Regions from separate parts of the Arabidopsis thaliana genome. Here region 1 is linked to region 2. A link is a contact called in public capture Hi-C data. All regions are on one chromosome and are shown on one strand. The core of a region is the stretch at or near the end of the contact, and the rest is flanking DNA. Distances in the headings are between cores, read along the strand shown. Region 1 holds the start of AT4G04320 (malonyl-CoA decarboxylase family protein). Region 2 holds the start of PFA-DSP4 (Phosphotyrosine protein phosphatases superfamily protein).

The links. Capture Hi-C pulls out chosen DNA fragments and counts their contacts.
Region 1: a contact with region 2 is called in a capture Hi-C map of seedling, with 2.9 times the contacts expected there. The contact joins the promoter of AT4G04320 here to the promoter of PFA-DSP4 in region 2. A contact is called at or near these places in 1 of 26 Hi-C or Micro-C datasets (root) and 1 of 3 other capture datasets (seedling).

What each region holds. Positions count from the first base shown.
Region 1 is chr4:2,110,084-2,116,445 of TAIR10.1, forward strand. It overlaps AT4G04320 (malonyl-CoA decarboxylase family protein), which reads left to right and starts at 3,258. Exons shown (of 15, transcript NM_116670.5): 1 at 3,258-3,565; 2 at 3,799-3,881; 3 at 3,953-4,043; 4 at 4,139-4,265; 5 at 4,352-4,517; 6 at 4,638-4,782; 7 at 4,866-4,956; 8 at 5,038-5,096; 9 at 5,174-5,251; 10 at 5,380-5,463; 11 at 5,555-5,730; 12 at 5,817-5,945; 13 at 6,030-6,102; 14 at 6,185-6,270; 1 more. The coding sequence starts at 3,482.
Region 2 is chr4:1,884,246-1,890,289 of TAIR10.1, forward strand. It overlaps PFA-DSP4 (Phosphotyrosine protein phosphatases superfamily protein), which reads left to right and starts at 3,217. Exons shown (of 5, transcript NM_116634.4): 1 at 3,217-3,621; 2 at 3,830-3,923; 3 at 4,248-4,305; 4 at 4,419-4,462; 5 at 4,549-5,010. The coding sequence starts at 3,428. The coding sequence ends at 4,755. AT4G03965 (RING/U-box superfamily protein) reads left to right here and starts at 5,115. Exons shown (of 1, transcript NM_148213.4): 1 at 5,115-6,044. The coding sequence starts at 5,331. The coding sequence ends at 5,960.

The DNA.
Region 1 (6,362 bases), core at 2,008-4,507, 230 kb after region 2:
ATCTAGCAACATACATATAAAAATACAGAACATCAATCAAGTGATTAGACAAAAACAATCATGAGACAAACTATGTGTAACAAAGGCAAGCATATAAACAATTACAGAGACTAAAAAGAAGTCATTAACATAGAAAGACGAAATCTAACAAAATAACAAACATAGAAACATAAATTTTTAAATATCAGACAAACATAGCAACATTAACTAGTTACGAAAGAGTAAAGAAGAAGCCACCAACTAGTTTCAAGAAACACGACATCTACCAAGTAGCATCAAACTCCACATGAAGCCATATACTATGTCAAAATACCATTAGCCTTATTTCAAGGTCAATAAACATTATACAGAAAATCGACAACTAGCAACAAACATTACAAAATACAGAATATCATACAACTAATGATCATACAAAGATAATGAAAAAATTACGAAGAAGAGGAAGACTTTAGTACCTGTGAATGATACTTCGAGTTCTCTGATGGAGGAGACGCTGCAAAATTGCTAATAAGGGTTTCTAGTTTGCTTAGTGGGGGTATATATATATATATAGGATTTGTGAATCATGGCTCGCAAATTTCGGAGATCGCCGCTGAGTAGTGGAGAAATCGAAGAAAGGAAAGTGAATTAGGGTTCTAAGTCTCAGAAATGCTTATATATGTTCGGGTTAGTTCGGATGGGGTTCGATTATCGGGTAATAACCGATTGGGTACGGGTAACCAAAGACATGAAATCTATAAACCGATCGGGTTATTAATAGAATCCATACCCGTACTGAACCCCTTAATTCGGGTCGGGTTCGGGTTCGGGGATCGGGTATGGGTAATGTGCCCAGTCCTATTCTCAATTATAGATGTGGAGAAACCTTATTGGAATTATCCTCATAATATATTTTTGGAGTCCCAGTCAAGAATGTCACTGAACCAGAAATTTGAATCCGGCATGCCACTTTTTGATCTGTATGCCACTTTATATGTGTTATTCCTATTTTACCCTTAATGAATAATTTTTTATTTAATTTCAAAAATAAAATAAAAATAAGAAAAACATAAATATTCTATATATAAACCCTACAAAAACGTTGGATTTAATTTAGTGACTGTATTTACTCAACATATGGACCCCACTAAAAAATATTTTATCTTTTTGCGGTAGAAGATACTCGTAGTTATACCGTTGTACCATCGTATTCATAGTTGAACTTTCCACAATTTTCATAATTTACAGTTGAATTAGAAGGTAAATAATTAATTATAAGTTGAACGCACACTTTTTCTCTATTATTTTGTATTTCCAAAGTTTTCATAATATGACATCGGTGAAAACTTGGTTTTTTACCTATTTTACTTCATATAAGGTGCTCATAGACTAAATGTTTCTTATATTAGAAGGGGTGTTTTATATGAAAACAAAATTGGATTTTAGAAAATATTAAATTTTATTGCATTGATCTAAAATTATTTATTTATAATTTGGGATATTCGTATATAATTTTACATGTATAATAAATTATCAATTTTACAAATTTAATCATTTTAACGTTATTTAGTTGAACTAGTTGAACTAATTATATTAAATGTTACCACGAAAACCAAAGAAAGACATTTGAACTAGCTCAACTAAATAAATTAAAAAGTACCACGAACACAAATACATATATGTTTTTAATCTAATCCAATAAGTTGAACTAGTTGAATTGTTCATACAAATCCGAGAAATACAAATTCAAAATACATGAATTAATTTTTTCATGTGCAACAAATTGTTCAAGTGTATCCCAGGCATAGTCTTGTTCTTCCTCTTACGACGCTTTTCTCTGGTTGATGGAAACCAGTTTTTTTTTTTTTTTAACCATTTTTTGGTGTATAAATTCAATTGGCTCTGTCGACTCGGGAAAAACCATCTCTGGTCGGCTCATCCATTTCGGCAGCCGTCGATTCTCAGGTGATGTGTCTTCCTCCATCGATATTGTTGGATCGAAATCTAGATCGATATCTCGATATTTACTTTGTCCACTCTGGAAACGTTCCTCCTTTAGAGATACCATCTCCGGTCGACTCATATATTTCATCGGTCGCTTTTTCTTCCGTCGCAACGTCTTCTTTTCTTTACAAGCGCTTTGTTTGTTCTACTCTGTCTATAGATCTCGATTGAAGAAAGTGAATGAACGAAACAAAAATGGCTGTTTAGATATTTGCAATGGTAGTCAGTACAATGTAGTAACTGAATCGCGTTGCTCCCCAAACCAATCCATTGTTGCATAATAAAATGGTATAACTGAAATTGGTTCAATTGATCTAGTTCAAATGGTTCAACTGATCTAGTTCAAATAGTTCAACTGATCTAGTTCATCTGGTTCAATCGAACGAGTTCAACTTATATAGTTCAAATTGTTCAATTGAATAAGTTCCAATCGATTTTTCGGGCGTATGATATGAGTAAATTTGGAAAATGCCTTTTTTATGAGTTTTTATTTGAAAAATACTATATCCTACTTTATATATAAAATTAATAAAATAACCTCATTATAATTTAATATAATTAAAACTTTAAACAGAAAAAATCCATAAGTTAATATTTGATTTAACTATAATTTAAAAGATAATTCTTATCTTAAATATTTTAAACAAAATTTTGTCCAAAATAATATATATAAACTATATTTATTTCAAAACTATATTTATTTCAAACTATATGTATTAAGTGATAAACTTTAAAATAATATATATAAACTATATTTATTAAGTGATAAACTTTAAAATATATTTAGATATTAAATTGTTAAATTTTAATATAAATAGATAAATAAACTATATTTATTTCAAAAATAATTAAAAATGTTATCAACAACTAAAACATATTTCGAATAATACATACATTTCGAATTTATCAATAGAGATTTTTAAAAAAAAATCTATTACTTATATTTCAAAATTTATTTAATTTTAATTTTTTTCTTCTAAATATGAATCCTGTTTTTATTTATTAAGAATAATGCTTTTAAATTTGGATAAAACTGTTACTTTACATATTAAAAATATAGTATTATTTGGGCCAAGTTAATTATTTTATTGTACTTGGGTCGGATTATTTTAGTTGGATCTGTATATTTTAATTTTTTAAAAAGTTATTTGGATATTTACATCAGTTTTAATTATAAAAAAAAATAAAATTATAAAGAATAAGTGGCATTCGTGATTATTATTTTGGAGAAAGTGACATTCCTGCCATTTATTCAAATTTTTGTGGCAAGTGAAGCGACAGGTAAAGTAAAACCGACGCCGTTTTAAAAGCCAGTGCCTTTACGCTATCCGTTGAAAAGGGAATACAAAGTCTCGATTTTTTTTTCCGATACTTGAACGGCCAGATTTTAAGGTTCCTGTCATGTCTGATTGCGAAATCGCTTTTTTCTTCTTCCTGAGTTCCTTTTTTTCTCCGATGAAATTTTAACCGTGATGATGATGATCATAATGAAACAGATATGAGCAAGAAAAATCTAGCGATTCTGTTGCGTGCTAGAATGAGATCCAACAATCCCTCCAAATTTTCCCTCTCTCAATTTCCTGTAAGCTTTTCTTTTTCTCTGTTTGAATTTTTTGGATAATTTTGCGATTCTGTCCAAATTCACACAATTTGTAATCATGGGCAATGAAAAGTTTACATCTTTTGATGAAAAAGAGAGAGAGAGAGTGAGAAATTGGCTATGGCTTTAATCGGAGCTTGAATGTTTTTAAGAAGATAAGAATATAATAAGGCTAATTTGACTCTATAATAATGGTTTGTTGACTTTGTTGTCAGAAGGAAATTCAATCTAATCCTCAAGAGAATCATTCTAGAGATCACATTGTGCAAAATTCTAATGATTTTGGTACCACTGGAAGGTAATTTCTCATTGTAGATATTGATTTAGCACCATTGATCTTTGCAGTAGTGAGTTTGGTTTTTGTTTTAGGGTTTATGATGTTGTTCGAGAGACAATGCACTCAGCTATCTCAGCTAGTAAAACTGGTGTATTAGACATTACTCTTAATGATTTTCAAGAGGTAAAACTATCTTCACATTGTTGTTTCTTGATTCTGATCTTTGATGTGTTTAACCTTTTCAATCTGATTACATATATGGTTAAAAATGCTTATAGGGTTACTTTAGCCTTTCGCTTGAAGACCGCGAGAAGTTACTGCTTGTTTTAGCCAAGGAGTATGATGTTAACCGAGAGCAAGTCCGAGAACTTGTTAAGCAATATCTTGGACTTGAAACTCCAGCTAGTGAGAGTCATTCTTGTGCCATTCTTGTTTTTTCTTGTGTGATTCTTCGTTACATTCTCCATTGATGGGCGAGTACTTTTCTTTAGGTGATGATGATAAGGGGGCTTTATCTTCTGTTTTCTATCGCATTGAGAGGAATCTGAGGCATGCTCTTAGGCCAACATATGAAGTTTTATTTGAGAGGTTGAATACACATCCTGGAGGGTTGAGATTTTTGTCCATCCTCCGAGCTGATCTTCTGTCGATACTCTCGTAATGTTTCTTGTCCTCTTGTTATGTGACTGGAAACTCAAATATTTGAAGATAGTTTCGAATCAGTTGGTAAAACATTTCCGGTTGTATCTGACACTGATGGTTGTTTCTAATGTATAGAAAAGAGAACACGCCGTCTTTGCGAACATTAGATTCTTTTCTGAAGGAGAAACTCGGTATGTGGCTTAGTCCTGCCACTTTAGAGCTTCATCAAATTACTTGGGATGATCCTGCTTCATTGCTTGAGAAAATTGTTGCATATGAGGTATGCAGTACTAGTCTCCATTATAGTAATCTCAGCTATTTCAGAATGTTAAAAGTTTTGTCTAATAACGCATTATTTATAAGGCGGTGCATCCAATCAGCAACCTCTTGGATCTTAAAAGAAGATTGGGAATAGGCCGTCGATGCTTTGGATATTTTCATCCATCTGTTCCTGGTTAGTTACTTTCTCTGGACTCATGTCTCTTTGATTGTAAGTTGACCACATTCTTTGATCATTCTATGTCGTTACTCTCAGGTGAGCCACTTATTTTTATAGAAGTTGCTCTTATGGAGACTGTTGCTCAGACAATTCAGGTCAAACTAATCTTGATACTATTCGGTATAGTTTAGATTCTATAGCTATGTGTCTAAAAAATTCATTGGCGTTGCAGGAAGTTTTGTGGGACAATCCTCCCATACCAGAGAACCAAGCAACATGCGCTTTATTTTACTCTATTTCTTCAACTCAGGTATGTGCACACTCTTCCTTCATATCTGTAGTTCTTACATTTGTTCTCGTTGATTTTCACATTTTCTATTCATTTCGTGGTTCTGATGAAAGCTATGGCTTTATGACTTCTGTCTTATGTATTTGCAGCCTGGCTTAGCTGGGATAAACCTCGGAAAATTTCTGATCAAACGAGTGATTACGTTGGTGAAAAAAGACATGCCACATGTTTCTGTGAGTACTTTGACTAATTTGTATGCAAATCTTGTTACAGGTCTAAAAGTTTGTATCTGCTTGCTCAACAAAACTGTTCTTTTTGTTGCAGACATTTGCAACACTTAGCCCCATTCCTGGATTCATGCAATGGCTCCTCTCGAAGTTATCATCTCAGTCAAGATTTGCTGAAGATGAGCGTGGTACACAGAGCAATTCGCCTTCATCTACGTTTAGTGAGAAAGTATTACTACCAGAAGAGGAACATGCCCTCATGACTCTATCAGAGTAAGATTTTCTTCATGCCCTTATGTTCTTATCTGTTATATAGAAAATCAAGTTCAAGTCATCAACTCAGTGATCTTTTTATGCAGTGAATCTTCATCCGGTAGCAACGGTATGGAAGTTCTGTTGAATTTGCTATCAGTAAAGAACTGCGATTGGGCTACTTCGCCTCGCCTATTACCAGTTTTAGAACCTATTCTTATGCGGTTATGTGCTAGGTATGTTCATTCTTGGAGGAGATGTAATGGTTATATATGAATCATATAGGCATAACTTTCAATGGTCTTTCTTGATTTTGATAGGTACCTCTTGCAAGAGAAGAAGAGAGGAAAAGCTTTAGACTCTGTTGCTAACTTCCACTTGCAAAATGGAGCGGTAAGTCCAGTGAATGACGATAGGTTTTAGTTAATAGAGTGATTGAGATTGATAAGCTTTCATGTTTTGATACGTTACATAGATGGTTGAAAGAATAAATTGGATGGCGGATCGATCAGAGAAAGGTATTCGTCAAAGTGGAGGCATTATGGTAAACTATGTCTATAGGTAAAGTAAACTTTGTACTTTAAATTATTCAGCTACGAAGCTTTCATTTTTGTTGGTCCTAAACCCATCTTATTCGATTCATGACAGGTTAG
Region 2 (6,044 bases), core at 1,967-4,466:
TATATGAAAGTTTGTGGTTGAAAAAACTAAAAATTTGTCCATCAAATTAAATATGTTACTGGATACGGACCCGCGGTACACCGCGGGTTGAGTATTTGCGTTTAATCGTAATATGATGGTTTTATTGTAATATAATTGACAGTTAAATCATTATAGTTAGTTTGCATTTTCAACTATATATTTATATCTATTGACATGGGCGATTATATTTGTATGTTTCGGTCTGGTTTTGTAAATATTCAATTTATATACATCGTGTGTTTGTACTAATTTTATGATTACATGATTATAAGCATGAATTCTTTTGTAAATAACAATATTAGTTTATTACATGTAAACCCATATGATTCAATTGGTATGAAATTTAATTTTTGGATTGTAACTGTAGATTATCATTGACTGTAATTTTAAACACGTGATACTATACATGAAATTATAATTTAGGCTTGTATTGTTCATTTACTTACATGTGTTATAATTTTACCTTTTATGTAATAAAACTTGATTTTTATTACTTAGTTAAACTGAAACCATCTCTTCCAAAATGAACACAATTTATGATCATTCTTACAAAATTTATGTAAGAATTTATGATCATTCTTATAATTGACATGTGGTACACTACGGGTTTATAATTGTATTCAATAGTTTTTTTATTTTGTTTTTAGCATGTTTTATAAATATATGTTAATATATTTTTTAATTTAAATATATTATACATTTTGGAAGGATACTTTATAACTAAAAAATGAAAATTTTAAGTTGTATTAGTTTTGTTAATATTGTTTATTTTTAGTACTTTAAAATTGTATAACTGTAATTTGATTGTTAATATAAATAATCAAGTTATATTTTGAATTTATCATATTATTTTTTATATCTATTTACTTTTGATATTATATTAGTATTTTCTGTAAATTTAATTTCACAATCAATAAATGTAAGATCAATATGATTATTATTGGTTCTCAACAAAATATCTTTAAGAATCCAAACATGAATTTTTTCACATCTAAGACATCTGTGAAAATAGTCGGATAGATGATATCTTTTTTACTGTGTCTATTGCTTTTAGTAAGACAGAAGCCATATTTCTGAATCTTTTGATTAGCCAGGTCACGATCATATATGTTCTCCTCTTCTGCCAAAATCCAAACAACACAAACTTTAGACGTGGCAGAAATCAGCATTTATTTCTAACAATAATTGGAAAAACTAAAAAAATAGAAAAATATTTCGAGTTTTAGCTAGAGAATGAAACAAATAATCAAAACGAAAACTAAAAGAAATAAGGTGTCTGTAAACGCTAAAATATTTCATACCTTTGTGTTGGGTGATGGTAAATGGCGTGGTGGTGCATAGTATTTATAGGGACAACTAATAGGTTACTAACCCGCATCTATTAAATAGAAAATATTCCCTGAAGCAAGATATTTGGAAGAAAATCTATGAATTCGATAGATTTTGAGGAATATACTATTGTTATGCGTTTTTAATTTTTTATGCGGCATTATTATGTTTCTTTAAATGGTTTTTGTGTAGATTATGTAGAGGATAAAATATGAAATCCGAATTGGTGAGTTATTACTTGATTTTAGTAAAAAACGGAATTGATTTTTATGGAGAAGAAACATTAGTTAGTTTCTTAAAATCTGTTTTGTAGGGATATATTGCAATGTATGAATTTCAAAAATGGATATGATTTGTTTGGAAGAAATCGTGGAGTTAATATGGAGAGATTTTAGGAAATAATTTTGATAGAGACGATTAAGATGGCAAGACGTTAAGGAAATCATAAATTGTGATTAGCAAAAGAATTAATTACGTTTATTAAAGATTGACTAAGATTGCCTATTGTTGTTGGAATTAATTAAGAAAAATATAGGAGAATATATGTGATACCAAAAACATATTAAAACAAATGAATGTTAAATCTGGCAGATTTTGAATCAAATCATATTTTATCCTCTACATAGTCCCAATCGTAATTTCTTTGAAAACAGAATGATTCTGAATGGTTTAGAATAGGAATATGCTTGAGTATCATAAGTGCAAAATAATAATCAAAATGCCGTATTTAGATTTTGATTTGATTCTGAATCAAACTGTCGAGATATGGTAAATGTATTTACCCTTATTTTTACGCTTGTACATGTAAAACAGAAAGATTTGGGTGGTTTATAAGATGGAATATTGCGGGATTTAGATTATATCTTGACTGGCAAGCAAATAGTAAAAGATTTTGTAGTTAAGGTGATATACGTAAATCAGGATACATAATTGCTATGAATGAGGAGTGGAGAGAATATATGATTCGATCGGATAAATTTTTTGGAAGGCAATAATCAATAACAATTTGAATAATATTATAGTTGGCGAAATTTAATTTGCGAGGTGATATATTGGAATTTTGAATTGATGATGATTTGTAGAATGTGTAAAAATATATTGACTATACCATATGTAAGATTATATGATAAATAGAGGGTTCTTTTAAGGTTTATGGAATTAATGCATGATTAATAATCGTTTAACTTATAGAAATGTGATATCGAAATACGAATATTTGGTAAGAGTGTAGTAAATATTTAGAGATTTTGGAATGAAGTAAGTAAAGATATGGTTAGTTATTTGGTTGTTCGGATTTTTAAGAAATATTATTTCGTGTAATATTGAATTAGTAGAGATTTAAGGGATTAATGTGTGCAATTTATGAGGGTAGTGCAAAATAATATTTTTGTTTAGGTAATTAATTAGTGCAAAACGTGAATAGTTCATCAAAAATTTGGTCATTGTCCTAACGCAGACAATCTTGTCTGATTGATTTTATAGGGACTAAACATACAATATCGAAATTGAAAAAGAATTTTTCGACACAAATCTTTCCCAAAATTGTATATGTAGATAATTTATAAATTTGTTATCACTATCTTCTAAGAAATCTGTCAACCAAAAAAGTATGATATAAAAAATCTGTCGTATTTAAAAAATTCTACTGAATAAGAATAAATCTGGTATAACTAAATGATAGACTTTTGTAAAATCGCTAGAAATTTTTTTAAAGAATATTTTGTATTTATTTTATTTTTAACACATGAAAAAAATATTTTAAACAAAAAAAACAATTTAATTCCAATATTTTAGAAAATATTCTAATAATTAATCTCATTACTTAAGTTAACCCCTAAATATGTTACGTTTTAAAACTATCTAAGCACGTTCTAATACACATCATACATCATACAGAAACACATATATTCCTCCGTGCTGTAACACGGGTCTGATCTTAGTAAAATAGTGGAGAGAAGAATATTCTTCTGGATACCTTTTAATATTCCCCAAAACTTCTGAATCTTCTTCTCAATTTTTCTCGACATTTTCTCATCGAAAGCTCTCTTCCTTTCCCTTTTTGGCGCTCAATACAATCATGACGTTAGAGAGTTACGCCGGCGATGTTCACACGGTACCACAATCGGAGAACTCGATGGAGGAGAGAGGCGGCGGTGAGCTTTTCGTGCCACCTCTTAACTTCGCTATGGTCGATAATGGAATTTTCCGTTCTGGTTTTCCTGAACCCGTCAGTTTCAGCTTTCTCCAGTCTTTGCGTCTCAAATCCATCATGTAATTTCTCTTAATCTCATTCTCTTAGTCCTTAATTAGGTCAGCTTCGTCGTCCTGTATCGCAAATAGTCGCTGATTTAGTTGATATGGAGATATAATTATAGCTAGGGTTTTATAGAATGTTTCTGTTATAGTGAAATGTGAAATGGTCAAAAGAATTAGTCTCTAATCTATGATTATTGTTTTGAATGTGTATTGTGATCTATAGATATTTGTGTCCTGAGGCATATCCAGAGGTGAATAGAGAGTTTGCAAAATCAAATGGGATCCAAGTTTTTCAATTTGGAATTGAAAGATGCAAGGTGAGATTGGTGGTGATACTAATTATTTACTTTTTCTTACTCTCGTTATCGATGTTTTTGAAGCTTTGAATCACCTCTTCTTAGTTTCATAGTCTGTGGTTATCTATGATTGTTTCAATATCTCATATTGGTGGAATGATGAGTCTGAATCTCATAAGAATGGATCATAACTTCATAAGCTTATTCTAGGTTGTTGCTTCTGTAAAAACTTGTGTTTAATCTTCTTGTTTAGCATTTGATTAGATAGAGCTATGCAAAGATGATGAATGTAACATATTCTGTGCTTGTGGACTGATAAGTTGATTGTTCTCTTTGTGTTTTAAGGAACCATTTGTTAATATCCCTGACGAGGTAATCCGAGAAGCCTTACAAGTACTTCTAGGTACCCTCTCTTGTCTCTCTATAACCTATTTTCATCGAGAAATGTAATTGTTTAGATTATCAAAAGATTCAAAACCATCTAATCCTTGACTCTTATCTTGCCTTATTAACCAGATACAGAGAATCATCCTGTCTTGATTCATTGCAAAAGTGGAAAGGTAAACTGAGACATCTCTCATCTGCTTAACCCTAGTCACGATATGATCGAAGTAATCCTTATATCTTGTCTCTCTATCCGTTGCAGCATCGGACGGGATGTCTTGTAGGTTGTGTGAGGAAGATTCAAAGATGGTGTTTGTCTTCTATCTTCGACGAGTACCAAAGATTCGCAGCTGCGAAAGCTAGAATCTCAGACCAGAGATTCATGGAGCTCTTTGACATCTCCAATCTAAAGCATACACCACTTTCCTTCTCATGCTCCAAGAGGTATACTAATACTATTGATTACTGAAGAAAAAAATGTATAACTTTGTGTTGAATGCAACTTGTAGTTTTGAAGCTAGATGAAAATGGGAGATTTTGATCTTTCAATAAAAGTCCGTTTATTCCAAATCAAATAAATAAAAATTGGATCGGATGGTTGTAGAAAAATAAGAGACACTCCTTTAATCCTTTTAAATGCTATCATGTAGAACAAGTTTGTCATAAATGTTGGTACTATATTGTTATTTTTTGTATTCAAGTGTATCCAACTTGGTAATGTTCAATCTAAAAACGAATTACCAAATTACATAGTATCAGTTTTTCAGAACTCAATCATAGCAAAAATTAATACAAGAAGACTTCAAATTAAAAGTGAAACGTTTGGTATTAATTCGTGTTTTTCAATTTAAAGAGAGAATAATATAATAATGACTTCAATCGTAATTCGGACGTAACCGAAAAAAGCTTTAAAACCCAAAGCAATACACGAATTCCAAAACACTTCACACTCTCTTCAATGGCGGAAATTTTCTTCAGAATCCTTTCTTGTTTATTTTTCTCGTAATCCTCTCTTCTTTTAAAGCGTCTGTAGCTGAGTCGACAATGAGTCAACTCGGTGTTGAAACTAGTCAAGCCCAGCCGGAGACGCCACAGTCAACGACATTTCTCGATTTGCTCCGACTCCAAATGGACGGTCTCGATCGAAGTAGGAGAAGGAAACGAACTCTTAAAGAACGGCTAGGATTCAAACGAATTGGATGCTGTGGACCAACTTGGGGTCTCCGGTTAACAAGTAACACTGGCGAAGACGACGACGAGCCATTTGAAAACCGGCTTGTTTCCGGGTCGGATCATGTAACGGGTCCGTTAAATCAAGGTATGAATCTCGCAACGGCGTTAGCAGCGGAGAGAAATTACCGAACGGAGGAAACGGAAGCATCAGGGAGTTTAACGCCGTTAAAAGTGTCGTTAATGAGATTGCTCGAAGAAACGGCGGAGAGAGTCGTCGTTGAAGAGAATGAAACGGAGAGAGTAACGGCGTCGGCGTCGTCGACGGTTAGAGGAGTTAATAATGATTCGGTGTGTTGCGTGTGCATGGGAAGGAAGAAAGGAGCAGCGTTTATCCCATGTGGACATACTTTTTGCAGAGTGTGTTCTCGAGAGGTGTGGCTTAATCGAGGATCGTGTCCTCTTTGTAACCGTCCGATCATCGAGATCCTCGACATTTATTGATTACTGAATCCTACGGCTCAAATTAGTCCGGTTGCACGTGAGTTCAGTGAGGTGGTGTGTGCCTAGAGATTCACGAGTGTTACG